Regions from separate parts of the Mus musculus genome. Here region 2 is linked to region 1. Evidence: chromatin contacts called from public HiChIP or PLAC-seq data. All regions are on one chromosome and are shown on one strand. Each heading gives the region's core, a stretch centred on a gene start, on an enhancer-like site or on the middle of the called end of the contact. The rest is flanking DNA. Distances are from core to core; before and after follow the strand shown.

Evidence for each region. HiChIP or PLAC-seq counts read pairs in DNA pulled down with a chosen protein or histone mark.
Region 2: an H3K27ac HiChIP or PLAC-seq map of embryonic stem cells shows a contact between it and region 1, with 2.1 times the contacts expected there. The contact joins the enhancer-like site here to the promoter of Abat in region 1. A contact is called at or near these places in 3 of 39 promoter capture datasets (liver and stem cell-derived epiblast-like cells), 15 of 484 Hi-C or Micro-C datasets (CD4 T cells, the G1E-ER4 cell line, Sertoli cells and 5 more), 15 of 115 datasets of contacts at active chromatin or transcription factors (CD8 T cells, cardiomyocytes, embryonic basal ganglia and 9 more) and 4 of 9 other capture datasets (adipose tissue, embryonic stem cells, liver and 1 more).

Annotation. Positions count from the first base shown.
Region 1 is chr16:8,511,758-8,518,427 of GRCm38.p6, forward strand. It overlaps Abat (4-aminobutyrate aminotransferase), which reads left to right and starts at 1,672. Exons shown (of 16, transcript NM_172961.3): 1 at 1,672-1,817.
Region 2 is chr16:8,559,277-8,566,033 of GRCm38.p6, forward strand. The region is part of intron 1 of Abat (4-aminobutyrate aminotransferase); the gene reads left to right. Among named protein-coding and RNA genes, the nearest start is that of Abat, 49 kb to the left of the region's middle. Within about 2 kb of position 3,730, at least 12 of the 459 cell types and tissues checked have an H3K27ac peak or open chromatin away from gene starts, as enhancers often do. A contact at or near this core is called in embryonic stem cells, hepatocytes and stem cell-derived epiblast-like cells, where this site is marked.

The DNA of each region.
Region 1 (6,670 bases), core at 422-2,921:
GCAATAAATGGATTATCAGCAGGCTTAGGTTTTAAGAAGAAAGTGCTAGATTTACAACACAGCCTCCAGAAAATTCCTTGGGTCAGGTGATAGGGATAACTTGGATAGCAACTGGCAGGACCTTCTGGGTTCCCAAGGGACCGAGGATCTAGGCTCTCACCTGCTCCTTAGTCTAGTCATTGTCTCTTTGGGGTTCAGTTAGGGATCGCAGTGGATTGCTTACTTGGAGTTGTTTCATTTGTTTGCTTATTTCTGGCCTATCTTGATCCCTTTATTTCTAGGTTTACAATCCATAATAACTATATATGAGGCTGCTTGGATTCCTGGACTCAACAGGGACCTCCAGGCTCTGTAAAAGTTGGCCAGATCATGACACAGTTGCCTGGGAAAATCCTAGAGGTGGTTAAATGTTTGCAACTTTGATTTTATCAATGAGTGATAACACCTTGTGTCCAAATAACGTTGGAAAGTTATAAGACCATTAAATATAAGCAAGCAAGTGAGCAACACACACTGCATCCCATCAAACTAAAATAAATCCTCCCTCCCTTTAAAAATAAACAAATAAATAAAAATAAAAAATGAAAAAGGAGCCAGGCATGGTGGTGCCTTTAACCTCAGCACTCTGGAGGCAGAGGCAGCCAGATCTCTGTGACCTGGAGGCTGGGGTGGTCTATATTGCAGGTTTCAGGATAGACAGGGCTATGAAGAGAGACCCTGTCTAACAAATAAACAAATAAATAAGTGAAATAAGAAAGACAAAAGGAGAAAGGGGGAGGAGATGGCTGAGCAACTAGGGCCACACACTGCTCTTGCAGGGGCCCTGAGTTCTATTCCCAACACCGCATTCTGCCAGCTCACAACCACCTGTATCCACAGCTCCAGGCAGTCCCAGGATTCCAATAGCCTCCTCCAGCATCCATACACATATACATAGACAGATAGACACGTGATTGAAATAAATTTTATTTTTAATGAAAGAAAAGGTGTGGGACTTGGTCACTCACATATTCGTTTTAACTGGTTTCCAGTGCATCTTCAATTTTCTGAACACATCTCTATTACATCTAAGATCTTGTTTCTACTCATAAAAGAGATAGAACCAATTCTGCCTTCCTTTACCATTAAGGAAATGGAGGAAGGGTTGGGAAAGAGACCTGTCCTGAGTCCTGACCTGACTCTCAGTTTAGCACTCTTATTGACCTGCTGTGCACCACTGATGCACCAGAAGGTGGCATGGAGGGCCAGTGCCGACAGGTGCTTTAGTTCTGTTTCAGGGCCCCGGATTCTCAGGTTCCAGAGACCAGATCCGAAGCACAGAGGTCGGGGTTGGGGTTCAGCTCCATTCATCAGCAATTCCCAGGATCTTAAAACAGTGATGTGGGGTGGGAGTACATTGAAGATTCGCCTTAGCCTGCAAAGTCCCTCCCTCCTGTAAGGAGAGGACTCCTAGCCCCCATCAGATTTGCTAGGGATCCTTCGGCTGCCTCTCCCCAAGTCCCTTGCTCCGGCCCTCGCGGCCCTCCTCGGAGACCCCCGGGCGCATCCTATCCACGGAGGTCGGACTCTGCCCCCGCCCCGCCTTCCCCCTCCCCCCGGGGGCGGTGGCCCATGGCGGGTGCTCTCATTGGCTGAGGCGCAAGCAAGGGCTAGAGGCAGTGGTGCTGATTGGCCAGGGTGGCTCGGCGAAGCTTGGGAGCCTGGTGAGTCGCTGGGGGAAGCGGAGCAGACGCCAGGCGCAGCCAGGAGCATCGGAAGGTGATCGCGCAAGTCCGGCCCGCGGATCGCAGCCTGTAGATCGCAGCCCGGGCCTGGAGGTAAGTGCGACGCGTCTGTACGCGCGTGGCTCGCCCTTCTGAAGGAAGCCAGAGAAGGACATCTTCCTCTAGAATCCGGGCCCTCCATCCAACCAGTACGCGGGATCCTGCTCCGAAAGGAAAGGGTCTCCCACCTCCCAGGCCCCAGAAAGCAAAACAGCTTCGTGTAACCTTCAGAAATGGGGCCGTCCGTCCTGCCCACTGGCTGGAGGGGGAAATCCCTCCCTCGTTTAGTCCTTGGAATAGAGTCCCCCCCCCCCCCCCAAGTGGAGTCCTGCCTCCGCTAATATCTAGACCCTTTCTCATCTCCTCCCTTTCCTAAAAATCTAAGTTAGGTTCTCTTGCTTCTCTCTCTCTCTCTCTCTCTCTCTCTCTCTGTCTCCTTGGAATGTTGAGGACACAGCTCGACAGAAGGGTCCTATCCCTCCCCAACTGTGAAAGTCCTGGAGAGTAAGACCCTCCTTTCAACAAGGACATCCCAGGCCAAATCACCTGCATGCCCATTCCAGAAACTAGGTGCTGGATTCTGGGGACAAATGACTTCTCTTCTATTCCTATGAAGTCTCTTCCCACCTATAGGAGAAGCCATAACCCCCTAAACAAGGCTTTTAGGGGCCTCCACTTCCCAGGCCTAGAGCCTCCAAACTCTAAGAGCACAGATGGCCTTGGCACTGCAGGACCAGCAGGCACCCCCTTCCACCCCCACCTCCAACACAAATGTAAAAGTCTGTTATTCAGTGTTACCCTACAGACGCAGGTCTCTCTCCGCCTGGACAAAGGGCTATCAACATAGAGAAGAGCTGTTGGCCCACTTCCAAGGGTCCCCTGTTCGTTTCTTGGGGCTGCCCCCATCAAGTCCCGTGGATATTGCCTGATGGAATTCCCTGGGCATTAGGCCAAGAGAAGGCTGCTGCTGGGCTTGTCCACTGGTCTAGGGACACTGTTGGCTTAGCTGTGTGCCTCCCTCACACTAGCCTGAGAAGGTCTGGTGGGGGCAGGTCAGGAGACAGGAAAAAATTGAATCTTGGCCTGTTCTCTGGATCTGGGATGTGGGTTGGGGAGAGAGATGTTTCCTGGAGGCCAAAGGACAGCTCTGGGAGGGACAATTAACCCTGCCTGCAATCCTACGATGTAAAAGAGCATCTACATTAAGACTGACCGTTCATTTGGTACCTGAACCAACTGAGGCACTGGCTCAGAGAGAAAGGAATGGCTCAAGGTCACCCAGCCAGTCACTGACAAAACCAGCGTAGCTCCTATAGGGTCACTGGGGCTCCCCAACACTAGCTCCAGTCTTCACATGTACAGTGGGCACATCTGGGCACCATGTCCACTCATCACAGGACGCAGCCACACTGAGAAAGGCAACGCAGAAGGAGCAGAATTTGTAGAAGGTCTGTGAACACTCCACAGACTCTGGTGGGATCCATTCCTGGGGGCTTAAGGGTTTCTGTTTTGCACCTTCTGCAGTGAAAAGCTTGCCAAAATCCAGATCAACCCAGTAGAATGGATGTTATCAGTTACAATAAGCTAGAGCCAAGGCTACTGTGAGGACCGCGGCTGCGTGACTGGGTTTGCTCCAGGAAGAGGTGCTGAGGAAGGTGCACCCCTTTCCTTCCTGCTGCCTCTGCTCATTCTCCCTGGCTCCCATTCTCTACAGCAATGGCTTGTCCCTGCTCTGCTCATTCTCCCTGGCTCCCATTCTCTACAGCAATGGCTTGACCCTGCTTAGATCCAGCGCCCTTTCCTGGCACACGGGTGATTTTCTGGGACCATTTAGTGATCACCAAGCAGTAGTGACCAGACCCTCACAGATGGGAGAGCTGGGGTACCAACTCTCCCTGCCCCTTCCTCTGTTCAGCTATCAGCTGGCGTGTAGCTGTCATACAAGAGCTGAGTTCAAGGTGAAAACGTAGGGTAGTGGTTTCCATCTGCTTCTTGGTGTGTGATCTTGGGAAGATTTCCTTTTCTCTTTCCTTTTCCTTTCCTTCCTGTTCTTTTCTTTTCTTTTTAAAGGCAGTCTCATATAGGACAGGCTAGCCTCCATCTCCCTGCATAATGGAAGATGACCTTGAACTTCTGATCCTTCTGCTTTCACCCCCTGAATGCTGGGACTGTGTGAGTTTACCACATCATCACAGCCAGCTTCCATGCAGGGCTGAGGCCAGGGCAAAGGGCTTGCTCCATGCTAGGCGGGCACTTTACCAGCGGAGCTATATCCCCTGACCTTTGGGGAAGTCCTCCTCTCTGTTAGTTATCCTCAGAGTAAAATAAGTTGATCCTCAAAGTATATAGCACATCTCATAAGTACAAACAGTGCTCACCATTTCAACTACAAAGGCAAATCAAGCCAGGCGGTGGTGGCACACAACCAATCCCAGGTGAGGCGAGGCCAGCCAGGTCTACAGAACAAGTTCCAGGACAGTCAGAGCTACACAAAGAAACCCTGTCTGGGAACCATCCTCTCAAAGAAGAGACAGCTGGAATGGGTAGTGTGTCAGCCGTGCCTCTGGATGCACCCAGGAATCTCTGCTGCAGACAGGACAAAGGCAACAGACAAACCCGGGCCATGGGAGAAGTGGGCATTTCAAGGAAACAGAGCAGTGTGTGCAACAGACCTTAAACCCAGTTGGAACCTAGGGCCAGCCATCTATTGACTACTTCTGCCTGGAGCAACATGCACAGTCATTGACTTCTCTGAGCCTCAGCTCCTTCTTTCTAGCCTGGAGGGTGGGCATCCATAGGGGTGGGCATCGGGTAAGGGGTGGGCATCAGGCCAGGGGTGGGCATCAGGTAAGGGGTGAGCATCAGGCCAGGGGTGGGCATCAGGTAAGGGGTGGGCATCAGGCCAGGGGTGGGCATCAGGTAAGGGGTGGGCATCAGGCCAGGGGTGGGCATCAGGAAAGAGGTAGCTTGCATTGAGGTTTCTTATTCTTAACCCCACTGGCACTTTGAGTTGGGTGATTCTCAGCTGTGAGGTTTATCATCTTCGTTGCATTTTACACACTTGAGGAAATCTCTCCCATTAGGATAGGATGGATTTATGGGTATGATGTCTGATGTGTGAGCATGAGTTTGGATCCCTGGCACCCACCTAAAAGCCAGGCTAGCCAGTTGGGGAAAGGAGACAGGTAGGTCCTTACTGAGCCAGTCTTGCCAAAAGGATGAGCTCCAAGTTCAGTGAGAGACCCTGTCACAAAGAATAAGGTGAATAGCAGTAAGACACCTAATGATGACCTCTGGACTCCACACCACACACACACACACACACACACACACACCCCATACACCACACATACACACACACCACACATAAACTCACACATGCACACACACACACACACACACACACACACACATATACACATATACATGCATACCACACATACACACATAAACCACACGCACCACAATACCCACACCCACACATACACACCACCACACAGCACACACACACCTCACATACACACACACCCTTACATCTCACACACACACACACACACACACACACACACACTCTCCAGATGACTCAATATCTGGTAGAGGATAAATTCTTCCTCCTCTCCCTCCTCATTGGGGACAGCTGGCCTAGTGTGGCTTCAGACATGGCTGGTGTTGGAGCTAAGCCCACCCTGTTGCCCCAGCTCCTTGCTGTGGTTTCTCCCTGATGGGAAGGTGGGGAGCGCTCTGTTGGTAAACCTCCATCTGTGTCCCTTTAGTCTCTGTCCTTTCAGGAGAACTCTGCCATTTGCAGAGCACCATTAGGATTCCCATTTCGCAGACCATAGAGATGAGAAGTCTGGTCAGAGAGCATCTTCCCTTTCCACACAGAGGCCTAAGTGCTGCTCGGAGAGAAGCGCTGGACATTGATTACATCTGTTTCTCTCCATGGGAGGGGGTTTGTACACGCCACAACGTGCATGCTGAGGTCAGAGAACAACTCTTTTAGGATCCACTCTTCCCTAATTGGTGGGGCCCCAGGATTGAATTCAGGTCTTTAGTCGTGGGAGCAAGTGCCTTTACCTGCTTGCTGAGCCCTGCATGTAATTTTAGAGACCATCTTGTTCGAGAGACTTTCTCAGAAAACGTGAGGCTCTCATACAGTTTAAATTCCATGGAGACCCAGCGGCCAGGGATTTGCTCCAGCAATGTCTCCACATGTGTGCAGATTACTAAGGAGCACCCACTTGTCATCCCAGTGTGGAAGGGGCAGCGTCCTGTATGCTCCAGTGGAGAAAGGAAGGGACTTTTTAGAATTAGGTAGATTTAGGCCCCAAGCCTGGAGAGGTGTCAGAGATGAGTGATTTAGTGAACTACAGTCACTGGGACAATATAGAGAGGATGGTCTTACTTTAAAAACATAATATAAATACACAAGAAAATGGGCAGTTAGGGGCCAGGGAGATGACTGAGTGGGTAGAGAGACTCATCACCAACGACCTGAGTTCCATCCTCAGGGCCTACAGAGCCAAGGAGAGAAACAACTCCTAAAAACTTGTCCTTCAGCTTCCATGAGAATACTGTGACGCACACACACAGATAAATGTATTTAAATTTTTTAAAGAAGATGAATCACCTTCTCACCACTTCAGACAGCTCATCAGTCTTATAGAAAGAAAAAAAAATGACAGTTGAAAGGATTAAAAGGAAGTCCTGAGAAGGGGGGCAGCCCGTTCGCATGTGTTCAGGAGGAGCCCTGCCAGTGGCTCCTGCTGGCACAAAGCGAAGCCCATACTTTGTGGATCCATACCTGATCCATACCTCAAGTTGCCAAAGGCAGAGGTTCAGACTTGTCCCCTGGCAAAAGACAGACCACAAAACCCTCCTAAGTGATAGCTGGGCGGCCCAGGGCC
Region 2 (6,757 bases), core at 2,480-4,979, 50 kb after region 1:
AGACTACCAGCCCAGAGATGGCATCACTCACAAGGGGACCTCCCATCTTGATCACTAATTGAGAAAATGCCTTACAGTTGTATCTCATGGAGGCATTTCCTCAACTGAAGCTCCTTTCTCTGTGATAACTCCAGCTGTGTCAAGTTGACACAAAACTAGTCAGTACAACCTCTATAACACAAAAGCAAATCCTGGAGGTCTTTTCCAGGCAACCCAGAACAAATTCTTAACTGTCCAAAAACAGTCTTCTTAAAGGAACAGTATTTTTTCTTATGAGTTGCATAAGCAATTACAAGCTTGAGAATTAATAGCATCTGAGGGATGAACAATTTTAAACAATTGTAAGCTCTGAGATATATATTAATAAAGATACAAATTAAAGCTTGATTATTCAACATTTTAAAACACCATCTACAGCACACAATTTAATTATCTGTGTTGAAGCAGGAGAAAACTCAAAAGAATAAGCGTGTGGTCCAATTCACATATACTTTTCTCCCATAGAAGGGCTGTTTTTAAACACAGTAATTGGGATGCATGCATGCATGAATTTATAGAAGATACAAAAGCATGCATAAAAACAATTTTTTAACTTATCTTTGGGATAATGATTGTCAATTTTATTTAAAATGATGGTATGCAATAGATCAAATATTGATATTCTGTAATAATCAAATTAATTGCTTATTTGAATAAGGAAAAGACACTTAGTCGGGTTCTTAAGACACAATTTTTGTTATAGGTTTTCTAAAATATACGAATATATCTTACAATTCTTTATTAGCACCACAGCAGCCTTAATAGGATATTAAAACTGTGCTTTGAGGTGAACGCCATCTCTGCCTCGCTTGCCTCCAGCCCTTCTCCCAGGCTGAAGAGGCTGAGGCGGCCCAATCTGTTGTAGGCCAGGAAGCCCGAGTGAGGGTGGCAGAGCACCCCGAGTCCTAGCGGGGAAAAATACAGCTATCCCGGTGGGGACAGGTGGAGGCTCATGGGGGCAATGGCGAGTGTGGCCCTCCCCTGAGTTCACTACAAGGGTGCCCGCTTTCTGGCGGCCTCCCATGCCACCACCGCTCAGGGAAGGCTGCGTACCCCATGGCCCCGCCCCGCAGCAGCCAGCAGCCGACCAGCTCCACATGGGCCAACGGTCAGCCGGGAGGAGAAGAAAAATGACTTTACAATAATGTTTTCTCTTGCCAAAGAATTGCTGTGGGCACAGCTAATATTTAGTTACCATTGATTATAAATGATAACAATTATAAAAGCTTTCTTCATTTTCTGCAAAGCCTTTTGTTCTTTGCCAGTTAATTTGCATCTCACTTAATAGCACCTTAACAAGAGCTTAAGTTCTCCTGTGGTGAGTTTAAGGTGAGGTCTTAGCCAATTAACATCTCCTGGAAGCTTTTGAAAATAAAATTTTGAAGCAAACCAATTTTTCATTCTAGATTTTCTATACCACAATATTATAGTATAACTAAAACCCTAAGTATTCAAAAGATATTGCCTCTGAATCTTTTCTGGAGCAACAGCTACTCCCCAGAACTTAAAAGCTCCTTGTATGAGAGCAAGGATTTAAAGTAAACTTCCCTTGAGAGGCATTAGCTAATAAAATACTTTCCACTTACGAAACAATATACACTGAAAGATTCAAACTCTTAGATTCTTGTATTGAAGCAGAGACACTAAGAATTTCTCTTACATGAGGTAAGGCTATATAAGCCATACCTAGAGGCAAAATTTTCCAGTGATTACAAGCTCACTAGAAGCAAGCTCTTTACAATTTTCCAGATGCAAAGGAAAAAACAAACTCTTAAATCTATAATAACTTTACTTGAAGTAGACAAGTCAAATCGCAATGTCCTGATAAATTCTACAGCCTGATTGACCTTTTATAACTTAGAATTTAAACTTTATTTAGAACAACATCTGGGTAGATCTGCAAAGGTGCTCTTTTAGCCAAAAGGAATTTTCCCTGAAGGCAAGGAGAGGCAAGTTTTGAGAGCTTCCTTAGGCACCGTTTGCAAGACAAAAGAAAGTCACACAAGCCGCACAGAGGCTTTTCTGAGCTTAGTTCCTCTTGCCATGAGGACAGATTTCAGAATTTTTAAGTTTCTTTTGCAATATTAGACTATAACTACAACCTTGGGAAAGCAAAACCCAATTTCAAAACAATTTATCACCTTGGAATCAACATAAAACTTCACTATCACGTTGTGAAAATTTGGCTGCCAATTTATACCTATGACTGCATGACAGTGCAAGTTTCAATGCTTCATTAAAGAGGCATTGCTTTAAATCTCATCTTTAATTCTACTTTCTAGGATAAGAATCACATTAAATATTATCTCAACTAGAAGTATCCTTAGGAGGCCTAGCTTTTTGGCCTGCATTATGCCACGTGTTTGAAAGACTCCAAACCTGAGTTACCAATTTAAAGCTAACTTTCTAGTAACCGGTGTTACACCTTTTTGATCATACCCAATAACTTATAAGCTAATACTCTTGTGATGAAGACATGCAGAGCATATTACACCTCTAAGACCAGTAAAAAACCAAATGAAGCAGCTACACGAGTCTAATAAATTTAGGCCAATCAAAGAATTTCAAATTTTCTAGCTATAATTATAAGACAAAAAGCACCTTGTCATTAGCTAAACGCAATAATCACAATTGCAGAGAATTTTCTTTGGAAGGAACAACTACCAGCCTATTTGCCTTGAACTAAGAGGTTGCAAACTCCTTTTCTCAAAAAACTTTTTCCAGCAGGAGCCCTCCTGCTGTGCTAGATTCTCAGCCAAAGCATGTGCCACTTTCTTGCTGAACCAGCAGATAAAGTTTTAGCCATCTTTATTTTCCAACATGAAACACAGAACATTCAGTCATTCAGACGATGAGACAAAACACACATGGACTGACACGAGGTGCACCAGACATTAGACAACACAAAGAGGGCGGAGAACTTCTGCTGTAGGGGCTAGAGAGAAAAAGGCAGGGCGTCCCCCGAAATTTCTCTCTGCCTCTGGGAGAGTTTCAAAATCCATTTTCCTCTATATTATTTTATTATTACAAACCCTGTTCCTGCCCCCTGATACAGCTCCTGTCTGCGGACATCTGCCTGATTATTTAATTTAAACCCTTTTTCCTCTCGCCTAAAGCAGTTTTTTGAAAACTACGGACAACCGCCTGATCAGTTCCTAGTTCCGATAATTCACTGCTGACCTAAATGAATCCAGCGTTCGGTTAGCACTGATTCCAACCTTAGCCTGTACTTTCCGCACCTCCAGCAACACTTTACCTGTTGCTTCACTGTGCTCCAATACGATTCTATTCTTTTTTTCCCGGTGGAGCTCCATACCAAGCAGCGTTCCTCCAGCATTTTTCTGTCATTCCTTAGGTCCCACGTTCGGACGCCAAACTGTTGGAAGCCGACCAGTGGCTCACATGAAACGGGGTACACCTGGGAGGCAAGCCGGGGCTGAAAAGAGAGGGGAAACTAGGTGGTCGAGAGAAAAATGGAGCCAAGACAAGGTTCCTGATCAAGGCTCAAATGTTTAATGGCAAATCCACTTATACAGGGGTGGGGGTGGGGGTGGGGCATTCCCGCCAATTCATCCTTGGAGCTTGGAACCAGCTGCAGGTGATGATGTGCAGGATAGGGTGTAGTCTCCAGAATAGCTCAGTGGCCTCCCAGCAGGTAGCAGTAACTTGGAGGGGAACAGCAGCAGTGGCTGAACAACAGAGTGATCGAGGGAGGAAGGCTTCACCCTAGGTAATCTCCTGAGTGGCAGCAAGGTCAAGGTCTGGCTCAGCCTGCTTCAGGCTGGGGGAGGTTACAGTTATGCATCTCTGTATCGTAGCTGAAACCCAGTATTGTAATGTCTCCAGCCACTTCCTATGTGCTCAGGATTGTGTTGCTATCTGGGGTCTCTTGTGCTTTGCTGTACATTCTAGGATTGTTTGGTTTTAGTTCTGTGGGAATATCATGGGAATAGATTAGGGGATTGTGTTGACTCGGTAGGTCCTTTTTGTTAATATAACCATTTTCACTGTATCGAAAGCAGTCCCTTTCATGGTAGCTACAAAAACAAAATAAAATGCCTATGAATAAGTTTGCTCAAAGTTAGATGATCTCTGATGCACACTAAAAAGCACTGATGAGAGAAATGGAAGAGGGCACACACGTGGGAAGAGTCCATGTTTGTGAATTAGAGAAAAACAATCTTGTTAAAATGACTGCAGTACCCGAAGCGGTGTATAGACCAAATGCGATCCCTAACAAGATTCAAACAGTGTTTCTACAGAAATAGAAGCAAACACAAACCTGAAACTTATATGCACACACCGCACAAAGAGACAGAGAGGCACACACAGACACAGACAGACAGACAGACTGGGGGTGAGGGGGAGAACACTTAGATAAAGAGCAAAGTAGGAGTTTTTATACTATCTGACTTCCAAATACACTGTGGGTGTGACTCAGTGGTAGGCCCTGTGCTTAGTATTCACAAAGCTTTGAGTTCAGGGGCTGGAGTCATGACTTAGTGATTAAGAGCACACCCTGCTCTTGCAGAGAATCCAAGTTTGGTTCCTAGCATCAGTGTCAGGCAGCTCACAACTGTCTGTAACCGTAGCTCCAGGGGGATCCAACTCCTCTGGCTCCTGGAGGCCTTGCATTAATGTGGCCATACCTACATACAGATGCACATAGATGCACATAATTTAATAATGAGAGAACTAATAGATCTTTATTTAAAGCCCTAAGTTCAAAACCCCGAATACACACACACACAGAGGAGTATGAGTCTGCTTCCTTATTGTTCTTTTATGGAAGGCAAGACATTAGTACTTGAGATATTTTCTTTACTACAACCTTGGGTCTCCCCTTCATTGTACCTAGACAACTAAATTTTTAAAGGGTTAATGAGAACAATAAAGGGGAAAGGTGGGAAATCACACATTACTTTGAGACATGATATCACCATGCAACTCTGGTTGGCCTAAAACCAACTATGTACACAAAGCTGACCTTGGACCCACAGAGATCTGCCTGCTGCTGCCTCCCAAGTGCTAGGATTAAAAGTGTGCACCACCATACCTGGCTCTCTCTCTCTCTCTCTCTCTCTTTCTTTCTTTCTGGTCCATGAAATATTTTGTTACCTGGAATTGCTTGATCCTATGGAGTTATAAATGTCATGCCAGGCAAAGGACTGCCAAAGGAGCTAGTGCAATGGCACACTCTTGAAATTCTTGCACTCTGGAAGCAGAAGGCGGAGGATTGCTGTAGACTAAAGGCCAGCTTGGTATACCTAATGTACTTTGGACCAGCTAGAACTACATAGCAAGAAACAGTCTCAAAAAAGAAAGAAAGAAAGAAAGAAAGAAAGAAAGAAAGAAAGAAGGAAGGAAGGAGAGGGAGGGAGGGAGGGAGGGAGGGAGAGAGAGAGAGAGAGAGAGAGAGAGAGAGAGAGAGAGAGAGAAAGAAAGAAAGAAAGAAAGAAAGAAAGAAAGAAAGAAAGAAAGAAAGAAGACTGTCTCAGCCCTTTCCGATGGCTATTCCCAGTTTCTCAGTTGTCAAGTTGACTACACTGGAATGAACTACTGTCCAGAAATCGAGGGCACCCTGTGATCTTGAGCCTGGAAGACACAGGATTTTGATCCAGATCTTGAGGCATAGTAGCCATAAAAAAGCTTAGGCCCAGGCAATGTGATACAGCCCTTTTTATCCCAAGAGACAGAGGCCAGAAGATCTCTGAGTTCAAGGCCAGCCTGGGGCAGAGCAAGTTTCACATAAAGAACAGCTTAGGCCCAGGCATGCTGGTATATACTTTTAATCTGGGCCATACCTTCTGCTGGAGGCCTACGTAAGGACAGTGGAAGAAGGAAGGCTTTTTCCTCCTCTGCCTGCTTGCACTTACTTGCCTGCACATCTGTTGAGGCCTCCTCCTTCAGCTCTTCCTCCTCCAAGCTTATATAGATGACCAGCTGAAACAACTAGCCTCATGGGACTGAGAAACTACTAGATTCTCTGACTTCCCATTCACAGCTGCCCATTGTTGGGTTAGTTGGACTACAGACTGTAAGTCATCGAGATAAATTCTCTTAGTATAGAGAGACATTCCCTTTCAAGTTGCTATAACAAAATGCCATTGACTTGAATGCTTTTTAGACAACAGAAAGTTATTCCTCATGGTGTTGGAGGCTGGCGTTCCGAGGTTTAGACTGAGATACCAATAGATCTGATGTCTCTAGAAGGCCCACTTTCTGATTCATGGATAACCAACTTTTCTCAGTGTCCTTACATGGAGGGAGCGTTGAGGGATTTCTCTGAGGTATCTTGATGAGGGCACTGACCTCATTTCTGTGACAGGTTTATCCTTGTGACCTAATGCAACCAAGCCTATACCTCCAAATAAGACCTGCAGGCATAGCCTGCAACAAGTAGACTTCCAGGGTGGGGCATGGGACAGAATATTGATGTGATTAGGTCATTACATTTACACCTAACCTGCCTCCCTTCTGCCCTAACTCGCTGTCTATTGCTGAGTGGTCTTGTGTGGAAAGCAAAACCATTTCTCCTCCCAGTAAACAAGGACAGGTGCATTTGGCTTCCAGGATCAGAGTAAAGAGTGTGTGTGCAGCCTTGATGCAAAGGTGTGGCTCTGGTCTCATTTCTGTTGCTGCTATAAAATACTTGTTTGGAGTCACCCAGCTCAGCTTAAATCCTGGCTCCTCTCTCTGCAGCCCTTGTTTTTTCTTA